2 separate regions of the Pan troglodytes genome follow, and region 2 is linked to region 1. Evidence: chromatin contacts called from public HiChIP or PLAC-seq data. All regions are on one chromosome and are shown on one strand. The core of a region is the stretch at or near the end of the contact, and the rest is flanking DNA. Distances in the headings are between cores, read along the strand shown. Region 1 holds the start of EIF2B1 (eukaryotic translation initiation factor 2B subunit alpha). Region 2 holds the start of ZNF664 (zinc finger protein 664).

Region 1 (3,179 bases), core at 462-2,961:
TTTCCTGCCTCAGCCTCCTGAGTAGCTGGGATTATAGGTGTGCACCACCTTGTCCGGCTAATTTTTTTGTATTTTGAGCAGAGAAGGGGTTTCGCCATGTTGGCCAGGCTGGTCTCGAACTCCCGACCTCAAGTGATCCACCCACCTTGGCCTTCCAAAATGCTGGGATTACAGGCGTGAGCCACTGTGCCCAGCCACTTTTTTTCTTTTTTAATAGAAAAACAAAACAAAAAAATGTGTAAATCACACAACAAAGCACCTAGGACAGAAGCACTTAATACAACTGTGTCTGCCAGACAGAAAAAGCGTTGCCTGTAAAGAAAGGTGTGCATCTATACACATGCAATGTCCCTGTGAATTTCCTTCTTTAGTTCGCTACCTCATTTGTAGACAGGAGCAATGCCAGGCCTGCCTCCCTCACAGGGTTGTGGTATGGTTTCACATCAATTAAGAGAGGATAGACAATTATTACAGTTCCTGAAAGGACTCCCCTATCTCTATTCTTGCTCCCCACAGTCCATTTTCCACACAACAGCCACAGTGATCTTTTAAAATTGCAAACCAGATCATAACACTTTCTGGCTTAAAACTCTACAATGTCTTTGTATTGCACCTAAAAATAAAGGCCAACTTCTCTATCACGGCCAATAAGGCCCTGCATGACCTGAAACTGGCTGGTTCTCTGATCTCATCCCTCTAGCCTCCTTTTTCTTCAAGACATCTGACTCTGTATGTGGTAGTTTAATGTATGAATGAGTCTCCCCACCATCCTCTACCCGCAAGCTCTCCATTTCTCCCTTCTCAGTGTAACTTGGTGGCTCAATCTGCCACAGGGCCCATGCACTTAAAGTGCACTTCCCCCAGAACTTCACACAATCATTCAAGTCGGTTTCAATATCCTGCACTTTTCCTAGGCCCCTATCTAAAACAGCTCCTTCTCAATCCTAGTCACAATGTAGTATTGTAACTAGGACCGTACTATTACATCATCTTCATAGCTCTTTTCATCCTTTGAAAAATAATTTATTTTTTAATTTTTTATTGACGAGGTCATGCCCTGTCGGCCATGCTGGGTGCAGTGCTGCCATAATAGCTCACTGAAGCCTCGAATTCCTGGGCTCAAGTGATTCTCCCGCCTCAGTCTCCCGCGTAGCTGGGACCACAGACACGCGCTACCACGCCCGGCTAATATTTCTTTTTTTTTGTAGAGATGGGGTCTGGCTGTGTTGCCCAGGCAGGTCTCGAACTCCCGGCTTGAAGCGATTCTCCCGCCTCGGCCTCCCAAAGTGCTGGGATTACAGGCCTAATCCACCGGGGTGCGACCCCGCCGAAATTATTTTTATTTATTGTCATCTGTTTCACCCACTAGACTGTAACCTCCACTAAGGCCCCTGTCTGTCAACGATCTCTGCTAAAATCCAGAAAATAATGCCTGTACACAGGAGGCGATCCAAAACTATTTACTGAATGAATGACTGAATGCCTTGGCTACTCCTCTAAAGACCAAACGGATTCTATCCAGCCCAAAAGACACATTCCATCTGGCCAGTCGTAGCCAGACCGAGACCGCCGAGCCCTGGAGTCGAAGTCCCGCCCTGCAGGGTCCTCACCGTCTGAAACCATGGCTGTCCCAGCACCTCAGCGCAGAGCAAGTGGTGGTCAGGGGAGCGTCTCAAATCCTGCGCAGCCCAACGTCCGGCGCCGCCAAGTGACGCACAAGGTGCTTTGACTCGTGCCAGCCCCCTAATCTGCGGAAGTGGAGTGCGGGGGTGCGCCGGAAGAGGGGTACGGAAGTGCGCCGGAAGTGGGGTGCGGAGGTGTGCAGCGCGCTGTCAGACTGGCTCGCAGGCGGCGCGGCCGGCGGACCCGTTCGAGACAGCGCGGGCGGCTCGGGTCCCCTGGGGCTCCGCAGCAGGAGGACGCCATGGACGACAAGGGTAAATCAAGACAGGCCAGGGCTGCTAGGCTACAGCAGCGCCATTCAGGGGTCCCCCCAACCTCTCACATCCAGGCTGAGCTCCCGAAGAGATTTCTTTTGAATTTCAGGCTGCTCCGCTGGTTGTGTTTCCAGAGTCACAACTAAATCCCTCGCGCTGCTCTTGTTTTCAGGGATGCGCCCTGGCAGTATCTGCAGGCATCCCTCCCACACATACGCTCCTTCCCAGTGCCAGTCTCCTTCCTGCCTTGTTGGATCTGTCATTAAAATTAGAATGAATAAGGCATATTTGATGTGCTCATCTAGTATGGTTATTAAGTGAAAAACAAGGGCAAACTAATACACTTTTCATGTAAAGAAATAAAGGGGAGTGGGTGGAACTCCATGTATAATATTTGTAACATATATGTGTATGTGAATAGACATGTATTAGCATAGACTGTCTGGAGGGGTGCAGGAGAAATTGGCAAGATGGTTGACTCTGGGATCCTCTCAGATTTTAGGACCAAAGATGCTGAAGAGAGAAAGACTTTTCGTCATCATTTACTCGGGCTTAATTTTTAGGCCTTGCACACCAGTAGCTTTTTCAAAATAAAAAAGAGCTCTTGCAAACAGCAAAGTGGTATTTTCTCTATTCCCATCAACATTTATTGCATCCCTGAAACCAAATACCCTAGAAAGAAAGTATTTTTTAAATTGTTTGCTTCTTAAAGTCAACAGTCATTAACAAGCTCTCTTGCCTTATAAGCTGCTAAATGAATGAGATGAATCACTTTTTTCCCTTTTTCCAGAGTTAATTGAATACTTTAAGTCTCAGATGAAAGAAGATCCTGACATGGCCTCAGCAGTGGCTGCCATCCGGACGTTGCTGGAGTTCTTGAAGAGAGATAAAGGTATATAGAGAGTCATCTGTTAACACTCTGGGACTTAGGAAAGTCTTTTTTTTTTTTTTTTTTTTTTAAAGAGACGGAGCCTCACTCTGTCGCCCAGGCTGGAGTGCAGTGGCGAAATCTTGGCTCACTGCAACCTCCGCCTCCTGGGTTCAAGCAATTCTCCTGCCTTGGCCTCCTGAGTAGCTGGGATTATAGGTATGCACCACCTTGTCCGGCTAATTTTTTTGTATTTTAGAGACAGGGTTTCACCATGTTACTCACGCTGGTCTCGAACTCCTGAGCTTAGGCAATCTGCCCACCTTGGCCTCCCAAAGTGCTAGGATTACAGGCGTGAGCCACTGTGCCCGGCC
Region 2 (3,179 bases), core at 176-2,675, 340 kb before region 1:
AATCTAGCAACCAGAACAGTTCAGTTCGGAGCAGGCTCCCGGGGAGATTTAGTTGTTAGAGTTCGGCAAGAAAGGTTTCACAAAGGAGCTGAGTTCTGGGGGAAATGAGAGGTGATGTGGCGGAGAGATGGATCCGGACGGGAAAATGTCTGGGAGGGGGGTATACGGAGTTCATGAGAAGCCGGGGACAGTGAGAAAACTGCAGTCGAGTCCTGGAAGGGGTGAGAACGCCTGCGGAGGCGGGAGTCAGAGGGAGGTGGACAGCGCCGGCAGCCAGTTTACCTGGGTGAGAATCCGGCCCTTGTTGTGGTCAAACAATGGAGGCGTCCGGCGGCAGCAGCCTTCTGCGCTGGGTGCGCGAGGGGTTCCTCATCACCTGAGCGGGATGCTCGCCTCCTCTGCCGGACGCAGGGCGCCCTGAAAAACACACAGCACCCCATGCAGCCGGCTCCTCCGCAGCCGCCCGGCTCCCCGGTCCCCTGGCGCGGCCATGACCGCCTCTCCCGGGACCCGCCTGGAAGGGCTCCAAGGCGCGGCTCCACGGGCGACGAGGGCGGCAGCGCTCCCCCTTCCCTCGGCTCCAACAACAATGGAGCCTGGCTCGGGAGTCCGGCTCCCGAGGGGCCTCGCCCGGCCTCGCCCTGCCCGCTGCCCAGCCCTCGCTCGCACCGGCCGCCATCTGCGCCCCCCGGCCCCGCTCCCCCGCACTGCGGGCCCGCGGCCGACCGCCCGAGGCCCGAGGGGCGGCTTCTCAGCCCGGGACCCGCCAGGCTGCGCGGAGCCGCTCTGACCTTCCCCGCCATCCCCAAGGGCCGGGCCGGCCCGAGGCCCATCCTCCGGGATGGGTTGTTTTTCTTTTCTTTAATCCACTCCACCTCCTTCCCACCCCTAGCCCGCTCCCTGGCCCCCGGCCCCCGCCTCCCTCCGGGAAAGAAAGAAAGACTGCAGCCCGGCCGCCGAGAACTCACTCCAAGTGAGGGGAGTCAGCGCCCCAGGCCGCGGGCGCCGCGCACCCACCTCCCTCTCCTCAGGGACACCTCACAGGTGCGCCTCCGAGCCGCGCGCGCGCGCGCTCCGCACACCCAGACGCCTCCGGGGGACAGCGCGCGTGCGCACGCACGAGGCCGGGGAGCCCCGGGGGAGCGGGGGCCGCACGCATGCGCGGCCACCCGGCCCGCGCCCCCACCGCCCGCCTCCGCCCCCGCCCCCCAGCCCCGGCCCGGTCGGGCCCGGCCATCCCCCACCCCAGCGCCCGGCGCGCGCGCGCTCCCGCTCGCCTCCCTCGCTCCTCCCCGCGCCCCCCCACTCCGGGCCGCGTTACCCAGGGCAACCGCAGTGCGGCCGCACCTGAGCTGTGCGCCTGCGTCCCGCGGGCCCGACCCTCCCTTCCCCTCGGCCCTCGCCTCTGCCCCGCCACAGCCGGGCGGAAGGGGGCGTAGCCCGGCCTCGCCAAGTGAATATCGGCGCGCCGCCCCCGCCCAGCTCGGCAGACACAGACCCGCCGCCGCGCCGGCGCCTAGCCCGCCGGGTCAGCGCGGCCAGGCCTCGCCGCCGGCCCCGCTCCCAGGGTGCACCGCGGCTAGCGCTCGGGTGGGAGCGGGCGAGATGCGCCGGGCGGGCGGTGCCCACTGACCTCCCTCGGCGGCCCGTCCCGGGCAGCGCCCGAGCCCAGGCAGCCCCGCCCGCCGCGCCCCGCCCAGCCCATGGGCCACGGGCCCCCGCCGCCGCCCGCCGGGAGGACCGAGCCTAAGAGGGCAGCCGCCTGAAGGAACGCGACGGCGGCGCCCGCAGGTGAGGCGGGGCCCGGGGTGTGTCGAGTCCGGCTCCGCTCACCTGGCAGCGCCGGCGGGGGCGGAGGGGCCGGGCAGGGGCGGAGGGGCCGGGCAGGGGCGGAGGGGCCGGGCAGGGGCGGAGGGGCCGGGCAGGGGCGGAGGGGCCGGGCAGGGGCGGAGGGGCCGGGCAGGGACGGGAGTTCGTGGCGAAGACTTTAAAAACCCTCCCTGCCGGGAGACGGGGGACAGGGTCCTCCTGCCCCACCTCCGGGGCTTGGGAGCCACGTTAGCTCCCCCAGGGGCAGGGGTGGCCCCGGGCGAAGGCAACTCGGGAGACGGCGGAGTCGGGGCAAGAGGGTCCCTGAGGCTCGGCGACCCCCGCGCCCGCCCCCGCGGGGTCCGCCGGCCCTTTCTGGGGAGGGGGCTCCCCGGCCCGGGCTCCAGTCCAGGGTGCGGACCGGCCGCGGCGCGCGCCCACCCCAGTGCCAAGGGGGAGGAGAGGCCGGTCCCGGGGCGCTCTTGTCTGCCCCGGGGTGGGATCGCAGGGCGAGGGATCCGCATTGCAGGTGCACCAGGAGCGCCCCGGGGCCTAGCCCGGCTTTGTCTGGGATGCTGTGGGGAGGAGGCCGTCTGAATCCACATCGCCTTTTTAAATGCTTGTTACCACCCGGGGAACCTTAGAGACCCTCCCTGACAAGTTGTATCGCCTCCCGTCCTGGTAGCCTTTCCGTAAGTACACTACCTGCCAGCCCCTTCCTGAAGCTTTGATGCGGCTTTAGTTTACTCTGAGTAACGATTTGCCTGTGATTCGTGAAACGGAGCAGAATGCACAAACGCAGCAGAGCTCCAGGCTTGGCTACTGGGCTGCCGTCTGCTACGGCGAGGGAGTTTCTCTAACTTAGGTTTTCATGCTGACCTGTATGGTTTCATTTCAAGTTTTGGTATTTAGCAGTACGATCTAGTCCACTAAGGAAAATTAGGCGGCCAGAGAGAAAATATAACCGTGCTTTATAGCTTAGGTTGCAGTAGTCGGTTTTATAACAAAATACAAGCTACCAGGCTGTAATACTTTAACATATTACGCAGTTCCAGAAACCTGTAAGAGTATTAAAACTAGGATTGCCATTTTAAAACTTTTACGTTTGAAATTTATTTAAAGAGCATTGGTATTGATAAAACGACTTTTCTTTTTCTTTTTTTTTTTTTTGCTCATCAAGAATTCCCATGCATTTTCTCGCTATTGCATTGTAAGGAAAAAGATGATAACGTTTAAAGTGCCTTTTACCTCCAAAGATGTTTTGAAATGTATGTAATTCTTTTGGCTAACTGTTCATCTTATGTGAAATATGCTTGGAAGAAGGCTTTAAAACTCGTGATTATATATGCGGGTATGCGTACATATACATA

The links. HiChIP or PLAC-seq counts read pairs in DNA pulled down with a chosen protein or histone mark.
Region 2: a contact with region 1 is called in an H3K4me3 HiChIP or PLAC-seq map of stem cell-derived excitatory neurons, with 2.1 times the contacts expected there. The contact joins the promoter of ZNF664 here to the promoter of EIF2B1 in region 1. A contact is called at or near these places in 1 of 7 Hi-C or Micro-C datasets (stem cell-derived neural progenitor cells) and 1 of 1 datasets of contacts at active chromatin or transcription factors (stem cell-derived excitatory neurons).

Annotation. Positions count from the first base shown.
Region 1 is chr10:130,454,935-130,458,113 of NHGRI_mPanTro3-v2.0_pri, reverse strand. EIF2B1 (eukaryotic translation initiation factor 2B subunit alpha) reads left to right here and starts at 1,711. Exons shown (of 10, transcript XM_016924561.4): 1 at 1,711-1,937; 2 at 2,728-2,829. The coding sequence starts at 1,925. GTF2H3 (general transcription factor IIH subunit 3) reads right to left here and starts at 1,758. Exons shown (of 14, transcript XR_010147841.1): 1 at 1,611-1,758.
Region 2 is chr10:130,794,727-130,797,905 of NHGRI_mPanTro3-v2.0_pri, reverse strand. It overlaps ZNF664 (zinc finger protein 664), which reads right to left and starts at 1,425. Exons shown (of 5, transcript XR_010147852.1): 1 at 1,348-1,425; 2 at 283-417. CCDC92 (coiled-coil domain containing 92) reads left to right here and starts at 1,604. Exons shown (of 5, transcript NM_001279803.1): 1 at 1,604-1,791.